Linked DNA regions of Mus musculus: region 2 is linked to region 1. Evidence: chromatin contacts called from public promoter capture Hi-C data. All regions are on one chromosome and are shown on one strand. Each heading gives the region's core, a stretch centred on a gene start, on an enhancer-like site or on the middle of the called end of the contact. The rest is flanking DNA. Distances are from core to core; before and after follow the strand shown. Region 1 overlaps Smg5 (Smg-5 homolog, nonsense mediated mRNA decay factor (C. elegans)). Region 2 holds the start of Cks1b (CDC28 protein kinase 1b).

Region 1 (4,934 bases), core at 1,443-3,942:
AGGCAAAGGTCCTCCACACCAAGCGGCTTTACCGGTGAGAGGGCCAGGGTGTGTGTGTGCAGCCGCGGCGGGGAAGCGGGGCCGGCGAGGGGCGGGGCCTGCGGCTGGCGGGCGGGCCGGGCGAGGGCGGGGGTGCAGCGGGGTGCGGGCGGGCGTCCCGGGAGGAGCTGAGAAGCAGTGGGTGGGTGGGTGGGTGGGAGGTTTGAAGCGAGTGCAGGAACCCCTGCCGCGGTGAGCCTAGCGTGACGCGGGGCTTTGCGGAGTTGGAGAGAGCCGGTGGGAATTGGGGGCAGCTGAGGATGGGGGTCACGGGTGGAGAAGACCCGAAAGGGACTGGTGCTCAGAACCCTACCGGGCACCTGTGGTTTACTGGAAACAGCCATTGACTGACGTCCTCCAAACCAGGTTCATGTCCTTCATTTGCCCCTCTCGCTATGTGACCTTGGGCCTCAGTTTCTTCCTTAAAAGGAAGGATTTGAGCCGGGCGTGGTGGCGCACGCCTTTAATCCCAGCACTCAAGAGGCAGAGGCAGGTGGATCTCTGAGTTCTGGGCCAGCCTGGTCTACAGAGTGAGTTCCAGGACAGCCAGGGCTACACAGAGAAACCCTGTCTCGAAAAACAAACAAACAAAAAACAGAATTTGATTGATGGCTCATCCCTGGCTGCTCTTCCCGAGGTTCCTGGTTCGATTCCCAGCACCCATATAGCAGCTCATTAACTGTAACTATGGGATCTGACACTCGCACAGACATACGTGTAGGCAAAACACCAGTGCACAAAAATTAAAGGTAAATCTTTTAAGAAAGAAATTTCAAATTTTATATACATATATAGGTTTGATTTGAATACACTATGAAATCCATTATGGCTTACATTTTGTGGACTCTTGAGTTGGAATAAAGACTAGAAAGGCTAATTATTTTGTTGACTAGGAAGGAGGACTTTGGGTTCATCGGTGCAGGCACCCTGTGACTCAGTTCTTCCTTAGGATCTCATGTCCACAGAGTGTAGGTAAAACGTAGATCGCAGAGCTGAGTCATGGGAAGATGAAGAGTGGAGACCACGCTGACTGTTCTGCCTTCTAGTAGGAGGTGGAGCTCCAGCTTCCGTCTTACCTCAGGCCCTGCTGAATGGAGGCTGCCATGAGAAAACCCAGAGCTGCTTGATTCATGTGCTCTGCCTCTTCTGGCCTTGTAAGCTAGGAGGCGAAAGGGAATGTAGGCCTGTTTGGAAATAGGAAGTTGATGCCACGGCTTCCATCCCACCAAGGGGCCCCAAGCAGTGATCCCCAGGCCGAGGAGTTCTCCAGAAATGGCTTGTGTAACCAGTCATGCCTCGAAGTGCTGAGCAGCCTGTCAGACACAGCGTGGGCAGTGTCTTCGATATTCCTTGCTTGTCTCCAGCCTGGGGAATGGCTCTGGACAATCTTCTGACTGTGTCAGGCCAGCTTTCTCAATTTCTCACACCTTCCTTTCTCAGGACTGACAGGTTGAGCTGGTGTGTGACAGGTTGCTTGCAGTATGTGACTTGTATGTATGTATGTGGGTATGTGTGTGTGTGTGTGGGGGGGGGGTTATCTGTGACTGTGTTGGTTTTGAGCAGGGTAAACAACTGAGGCAGCCAGTTTTGTTATGTTTGTGTTTGGTGTGTGTACATGCATGTGTGTGTGTGTGTGTGTGTGTGTGTGTGTGTAAGGCACTGGTGATGACATTCTGACTTTTGATAAATGTGTTAGTCTGTGGAGCTGTCATTGAGTTTCAGAAAATTGGAAAAACTCCTGAAGCTAGCAATCTACAAATAGAGCATTTTGATTTCTTTTAAGGCTATCCAAAGAAAAAGAAGGAAGAAAGGGGTTGCTGGGGAATCTATAAACACCACTGAATTTATTAGGTTTATTAACTCTGTACTTATTTTAGAAATATTTGTACGACTTTGATTTGAGACAAGACTAATTTTTGTGGTTTTTCAAAGGGAGATTATAGTTTTGTTTGTTTCTTGAGCCCTGGCTGTTCTGGAGCTCTCTCTGTAGATCAGACTGGGCTGGAACTCAGAGATAAGCCTGCTTCTGCTTCCTGAGTGCTGAGACGACAGGCGTGCGCTCTGGCAAGGTTCTATAGTTTCTTGAAGAAGCTTATGGTCTGATAGAGAATGGGGAAGAGGTGCTAAGTACTCCCAGAGCTAAGTGTTTCTCTTTGGAGCTCTTTTTAAAAATTGAGGCCGGGCGTGGTGGTGCACGCCTTTAATTAATCCCAGTAATTAGGAGGCAGAGGCAGGCGGATTTCTGAGTTCCAGGACAGACAAGGCTACACAGAGAGAAACTCTGTCTTGGAAAAAAAAAAAAAAAAACAAAAGATAAATAAATACATAATTGAGAATGTAATGAAATTTCTGGAGTCTGTTCATAAAAGTACAAATGCTTGGGCTGGGGGTGTAGTAGGTTAGTGGAGGCTCTGGGTTCAGTCTTCAAGTGGCATCAACAAAAAAACAAAACACCTATACTCTTATTAAGTCTGCCTGTGGTACTGAAGCCCCTTTGGGCTCAGGATGCCTAGACAGGACAGTCACTTGAATTTGAACTCGGAGAATGAAGACAGCAAGATCCTGTCCCTAACAAACTCACCCTGTCCAAGGGACTAAGCTGCTGCCTCTAGCATTGAAGTCCAGCTTGGCAGAAAGGGCTTGGCTCTCACTTCTAGGTAGCCTGAAAGGTGACTGAACTCCAGAATATTTAGTTATCAAGCTTGTCTGTGAGAATGCTTTGATTTCCAGCCCACTCGTTCAGCTGGGTGCTGTCAGTCATTTGGCCCTATGTAGGGTAGCTTTTAGTAGTGTGCTTGCTACTGGGTCATACAGAGTCCAGGCTTGCTGTGGTCCACTTTCTCTGGCCTAAGAGCACATCTTGGTTTGTTCTGGCATCGTCAGTCTGTGTTTGGATTGCCTTTGTGTCTACAGCAGAGCTTAATTTGCCTGCTTCCATAGCTATTACTTGCCATACTTTTGTGTAAACTAGAGAAGAGCCTACTTTGGGGACTTCTTAGGCATCTGTGGTATAGTTTCTGTGGCTGTCTTTGCTATGGTGGCTCACTTGCCTCTTAGCTTCTAGAATCAAACACCTCAATTATATAACAAAAAGGAGGGAAATTAATGCTTATTGAACATTTACCGAGCATTGTCATGAGTGTTATATTTTTTTAACAAAGCAGTTAATTGTCATATTTCCATTTTATAGTAAGGTGAGCTGAAGTATATGCAATACCACAGAGCTGGTTATGAATAGAGATGAAATTAGAGCCCATGAAGTTTGCTTCCAAGCCTACAGTCTTTTTTTTTTTTTGGTTTTTTCGAGACAGGATTTCTCTGTGTAGCCTTGGCTGTCCTGGAACTCACTTTGTACACCAGGCTGGCCTTGAACTCAGAAATCCACCTGCCTCTGGCTCCCAAGTGCTGGGATTAAAGGTGTGCGCCACCACTGCCCAGCTGAAGTGTTTTTTTTTTTTTAAAGTTCTGTTCATCTATTTCGTATGTACACGAGTATGGGCATACTTGTGCCATTAAGTACCAGAGCTTGTGTGGTGGTTAGAGGACAACTTCTGGGAGTCAGTTTTTCCCTTTTACTCTGTAGAACTCAGGGACAGATTGAGGTCGTCAGCAGACTTCATCCAAAGCCTTAACCCTTAACTGAGCCATCAGGCCATGCCACCATTTCCTCTTTGAGACAGTCTCATGTGCCCCCCTAGTTCGTGAATGCTGGGACTATACACGGTCACTCAGTTCTGTTTATTTGTTGGTTTTTTTTTTTTTTTTTTTTTTTTTTTGCTTTTATTTATTTGTGTATATGCATACTTTTAGCATACTTCACATTAAATTTATAATTCACTCAAAAAAAATCTCAGGACAGAATTAGAACTAGAAAAACACTTATCCTTATATTTCATAAGCTACATGGACTCAATCTTTCCTCATCCCTTTATATTTTCTTCTCTTTTATTTTATACTATATGCATGGGCACATTTGTTTACATGTACACACACCCACATACATACGTGTATATCTATACACACACGAGATTTTGAATATGAGAGAAATGTGGTTTTTTTTTTCTGAGACCTCTGTTTTGTTATAATGAGTAAAGTATGAATAAACATATACCTGTGTATCTGTGTACGTGTGTGTCTGTGTTTCAGAATGGAGAGATGAAGAGTACATATTTTTCTTCCAGAGTTTGAATCTTAAAACCCATAGTTCACAATTACCTCTGACTCTAGCTCCAGAGAATTTGTCACCCTCCTCTGGCCTCAGGTGTGTGTGTGTGTGCTGTTTCAAAGCATTTGCCCTTGTGCATACATAATAGCCCTGACACTCATCTGGAATCATGGACAACTTCATGACTCCAGGTGAGTGTCCCATGACTTCATGGGAGTCAGTCTTCTCCCTCACCATGTGGGTGGGGCTCCAGAGTCAGACTTGGGTTATCAGGCCTGACATCAAGTTTTGCCAGCCCATGGTGCCTTATTTTTGTTAAGATTTTTTTTAAAAGTATATGCATATACATGAAAGGGTTGTGCATGTATGAGTCTCAGTTACTCACAGTCATGTCCACTCTGTGTGTGCTTGAATTCAGGCTCAGATCCTCACATTTGCACACTAATTGTTCTTACCAGTGAGCCATCTTCCCAGACTGAGAACTTCTTTCTTTTATGTCAGAGATGATAAGCTCTTATATAAGAATCCACTCCATCGCTCTGAATTGAATGTTTACTGAATGCTAAAGCTGTAAATAGATCGTTACATTTAAATCTTATAAAACTATTCTACGTACCTGCATTATGTGACTCATTTTTATTAATATGGTGACCTTTAAGAGGCTGGGTAATTTGTCAGGGTTAGAACCCTAGAGCTTCTGTGTCTGGAAGTCGGTACTCTTCCTATTGTG
Region 2 (4,934 bases), core at 1,371-3,870, 1.1 Mb after region 1:
TGACTAATATGGCCTGCTGGGTCCCGCGCACACGAGGGCTTTGAGGTCACACTCATCTGACAGGGCTGTGGCACTGGTGGCTCAACTCCAGAAGCAAAGCAGGTACCAGCACATTCAAACAGTGTATCCTTTACATATCAAAGTGAGAAATAAGAAAGCAACATGGTCACGCGATCAGAAAGATGGCAGGGAGTGAGGACAGCTGTGGACCGCTCGAGGCCGGAAGGCGGTTCGCCGGCTTCATTTCTTTGGCTTCTTGGGCAGTGGCCGTCGGAACAGTAAGATGTGAGGTTCTGGAAGAAACAGTGAAATCTAAGAAAGAAACTCCCAGCATTCTGAGCAGTCGACAGTGCATGCTACTGCGCAGTGCAGTGCTACGGACTCTTCACAGCATGCAGGTGCACACAGCCCGAGAGCCTGCCCTTTCTGCCACGCACAGAAGTGTTACAATAGAATTAACTGTCTTTGCTTATCTGGAACAGATCCAGTGATTTGCAGGGGCCATCACCAGGATATATGTGGCTTTAAAAAGAGTCCCCTCCAATGACTGACGCCCTCCTCCCTCTACTGCTCTGCTCTGTAATCTCCCTACATTTCACTGACCTGGTTCATGGATCATATAGTGGACCCATCCCTGACTCTGCTGAACGCCGAGGTTCCTCCATTCAGATTCAGACATCAGATGGGTTTTCGGGACCAGCTTGGCTATGTCCTTGGGCAACATGACATGCCTGTAACAGAAACATGGGGATGTGAGTGAGGACTGTGTCAGAGCTGTCAGTCTGCCAGACACTGACCTACATACTGAGAGCGGAGTGTGGCACACGTGCCATGATTCTGGCACTCGGGGATATGGCAGCATGACCGGGAGTTTCAGGCTATCCTGCGCTACAGAGAATCTGTGAAAATAAGTAACTAGCCCAGTGTGGGCACTCCTTTAATCCCCGCACTCAGGAGGCAGAGGCAGGTGGGTCTCAGTTGAGGCCAGCCTGGTCTACAGGGCAAGTTCCAGGACAACCACAGCAGCAGATGAACCCTGTCTCAAAAACACAAAACCAAACAACCACAACCACAACGAAACAACAACAAACAAAAACAAGAAAGAAAGCAAAACCAAAATAAAAACACCATGGGTTTTCACCACTTTCATAAGAGTTATTAAAACCACAAATGAGCAATTTGATGTGTGACTCCTGGGTATGAGATACTGACGATATTTGTTTCTCCTTTGATCACAGGCCTCACAGGCCTCTAGCTGGTTACCTACTCTAGGACTGTGTGGAAAGGCCTTTTACGGAACAGGTATGAAGACAAACATGCAAATGTTCATACTTCTAAGGGATGTGCTATGATACTTGGAAAATCCCAAGCTTTCCCAAACATAAGTTTATGGCAAAAAATTACCTGACTTGACTCAGGCTACCCCAAGTAGATTTACTTTATCATGCTCAGTGAAGATGTACTAAATGCTTCTTCCTTTGTGATAATAACAAGAGCCCCACCCCATTGTTGTCCAAATGTCAGAAAAGAGCTTCCATTCTAACTGTGACTTCGATACACAGAACCAAAAAAAAAAAAAAAAAAAGAAAAAAAAGAAAAAAAAGAAAAAAAAAAAAGAAACCCAAACAAACCCCTCCTTTAAACAAAAATGCCAAGGCTAAGCTGGAGTTACAGCTTCCCAGAGATGAAGCCACTCATTTCTCCAGCCATGCAAATGCTGTAAGTGTAACATTGTTACAGACGTGGAAAACAGCTGAGTACTTTACACTTGAGACAAGGTTCCATCTGTAGTGTGATCTGGGCTGGACCCTATGACAATCCTGCAGCCTCAGCTTCCAGAATGCTGAGATTAAAGATGTGAGCTACCGTACCAGCTTATCTTGCACCTTAACAGAAAACACTTGAAACCTCTATGCGCGCCATGAATGATCAAGTATTTGAAAGGTATCTACCCACGGCCACAGTCTTCATGCCACTCCAAGTCCTGTAAAAGCCTATCTAAAACAAGGCTGACAACTACTCATCTTTTTTATAAACTAAAAACCACCAACACTGAGGCTCTCTTAGAACCGTCCTTTCATCAAGAGCATGAAACTTTCAGTTCTGCACGGGCTACCTTCTTTCTCCCAGCAGACTTTGAGATTTCAGTAACGCGAGCAGTTCCTATTAGGGAAATCGCCACAACAAAGTTGCTTTAGTGATGTGAATTCCCAGAGGTAAAACTGATCAGAGCTACAAGACGCTTCAATTTAACAGCCGGCCAACTCTAAGTTCCCTTTCATTGTTTTACATCCTCCGTCCACCTTTTGCGCATGTGCTTTGCTGCTGTACCCAATCCCACCCCCACCCCACTCCCCGGTAATTCCTTGCGCACGCGCCCGTTCTACACTGTCCCCCGCCCCCATCCCCCGCCTCCCACTCCGGCCTAGGTAACTAACTCCTCGCGTGCTCTCTTTTGTCTGTAGTCCCCGCGCCGGCACTAACCGGTATTCGAACTCCTCGTCGTCGTATTTGTCCGAATAGTAGATTTGTTTGTGGGACATGATTGCTCTGTCCGAGGGCGCTCAGCCCCGCGCCGCAGGCCTCCAGACAACTCCCAGCAGCACGCGCTCCCACCCTCTTTGGCCTCGCTTTCAAACACACCGCCCGCACTTCCTATTGGTCTCTGCGGCCGAAGGCGGGACAGCTCCATTTTGAAGTCCTCGATTGGCTTGCTTTGGCGTCTCTTCAAGTCGTAAATGGAGTGCTGTGCTCAGGTTTCTGAAGAATGAGCTGGGTCAAACTAGGATTCTCATTGGCTCTCACTGCGCCCCTTGAGCCTGCTGGCGCAGCCATTGGCCAACTTTGGAAAGCAGACGGGTAAAGGAGGGACAGCGAGGTAGGGGGTCAGGGGTTAGTGAGGCCGGAAGTGAGTGTAATAAAGTTTGTCTGGGGAGGCCCAGGCTGGGGTGAAAGTTGGGGCGGTGACTTAAGCAGACAGTTGCGTGATCCGGAACCAGATCGGCCCGCGGTGCGGTGCGGAGACTCCATGAGACCCTGGTAAGTCTAGACTTTCTTTCTGTGGCGACCAACTCCTCTTCCACCCCGGAACCCCTCTCCCAGGACCCTACTTCCGGTCTTGCTGTATAAGTCCCGCCCCCGAGACCCCTCTCCGGAAGTCCCACCTTCCTACTTCAAGGGGCTCCCTGAACCCCGACTTGTCTCTTATGATCGCGACCACACCCTGTGGTCTTACTTTCCTGGGAATCGCACCCCCAGACGTGTTTCCCAGCACCATATGATTAGTCTTCCTTGTTCTCTCTCTGAGTCTGCCTCTTCAGGATTCTCGGTTGAACCCAGTCTATCCATTGCCTGGCTTCCAAAAGAGGGAAAACCGTGCTTTTGAAAGACCGATGTGACTTTGTAGAAGTGACGCCTCTTTGGGACCCCGCCCCTTTGGGACCCGCCCCTTCCACTGTCCACGTCCGATCCTGGGAATGTGCCGTACTCCCTGTTTAGGGACCTTGTCCCCTCAGGATTCTCCTTCCTCTTGGGCTTGGGTCAGTGCCGCAAAACCCAGGTCTTAAATGCCTGACGTTTCATCCGCTTCTATATCCCTCTCCTTGTTTTAAGCTTTGGGCTTAATTCTCCTGAGCTCTGGTGCTCCATAAGGTGGGGGGTTGAAATTTGTGGTTGTAAGGAGTGAGCTTATTAGCAGCGTCGCCCCTCTCCCCTCTTCGCCCACCCCCGTAACCTTCGAGAGTGAATTAAGTCGAAGGGACTGAATTTCGTTTACAGCTGGAGAGTGGATGAAGGAAAGGAGACTCTTGACTCCTTTGAGACCCCATCCCAAAGACAGCCATAGATGGCACCTTCCCATGCCTGGATTGGACTAAGCATTGGTTTGTGTGAGCCTAACGGGAGTCAAAGTTTTCCTGCTGTCAAAAGAAAAACTGTTTTGGAGACAGGAGTAGAGGTTCTCGTCCTTTCCGCTGTTTTTACAAGACCCCTCCCCCTATCCAGATATTCTAGTTTGGCATTCATCCTGGCCCCACTTGCCTAACCTTCCCTGCTGGAAACATTCCTGAGGCTTTCGCCATTTCCTGCTATTTCCTGCCCCTCCAGCTTCCTCCCTGCTGTGCCGAGGTGTTTAACGCGGCTTTTCTCCTGCCCTTACTACCTAGCCTTGGGTGCAGGAGGCAATCTCTAAGCAAACTTAAAGGCTCGTGTTGACTTTTTCTTCCAAATGCGGGCACCTCTTGCTCATCCCTGGCCTTCCGATATGAAAGCTCCCAGGAAGAGCCATCTCTCAAGATGACACCATGGTGTGTTTGTGTGATTGGGAGTGTAAGAGCTGAGGTCTTAGCAAACAGAATGACAGAATTTCTTTTCAGGAAGAGATGTGGTATTCAGTAACAGCTTTCCTGGGATGGGGACTAAGCACAGGGGAGAGAATGAAGGGTGGTATTTAAACTGCTTTAAGTGCTGCTGAAGAGGTCTGAAGGTAGACACTTTGAGCAACCTCCGCAGCCACAGCAGCGGTTAGGCAAGTGGAGGCAAACCCCGGTGATTGGTTCTCTGTAAGTTCCAGGCCATCCTGGTCAGCCTGGTCTACAAAGCAAGTTCCAGGGCAGTCAGTGTTGTTACATAGACAAACCCTATCTTGAAAAAACAAATAAGCAAAAAGTATCTTTTATTTCTTGTATTTGGTTTTTTTTTTTTTTTTTTTTTGGTTTTCGAGACAGGGTTTCTCTGTATAGCCCTGGCTGTCCTGGAACTCACTTTGTAGACCAGGCTGGCCTCGAACTCAGAAATCCACCTGCCTCTGCTGGGATTAAAAGGGTGCACCACCACACCCAGCTACTTTTTTTTTTTTTTTTTTAAGGGAATAAAGCGATAGTTTATTCTGGAGCTATTTTGATTGGTCACTTTCTTTAAGTTCCTGAATGGCCTTA

The links. Promoter capture Hi-C pulls out the DNA fragments that hold promoters and counts their contacts.
Region 2: a contact with region 1 is called in a promoter capture Hi-C map of liver, with 3 times the contacts expected there. The contact joins the promoter of Cks1b here to the enhancer-like site in region 1. A contact is called at or near these places in 5 of 39 promoter capture datasets (erythroid cells, hippocampal neurons, liver and 1 more) and 1 of 484 Hi-C or Micro-C datasets (B cells).

What each region holds. Positions count from the first base shown.
Region 1 is chr3:88,336,464-88,341,397 of GRCm38.p6, forward strand. It overlaps Smg5 (Smg-5 homolog, nonsense mediated mRNA decay factor (C. elegans)), which reads left to right. Exons shown (of 22, transcript NM_178246.3): 1 at 1-34. Among named protein-coding and RNA genes, the nearest start is that of Smg5, 2.7 kb to the left of the region's middle. Within about 2 kb of position 2,693, at least 11 of the 459 cell types and tissues checked have an H3K27ac peak or open chromatin away from gene starts, as enhancers often do. A contact at or near this core is called in liver, where this site is marked.
Region 2 is chr3:89,415,671-89,420,604 of GRCm38.p6, forward strand. It overlaps Cks1b (CDC28 protein kinase 1b), which reads right to left and starts at 2,621. Exons shown (of 3, transcript NM_016904.1): 1 at 2,485-2,621; 2 at 604-731; 3 at 1-293. The coding sequence starts at 2,543. The coding sequence ends at 241. It also overlaps a transcript of Shc1 not described here.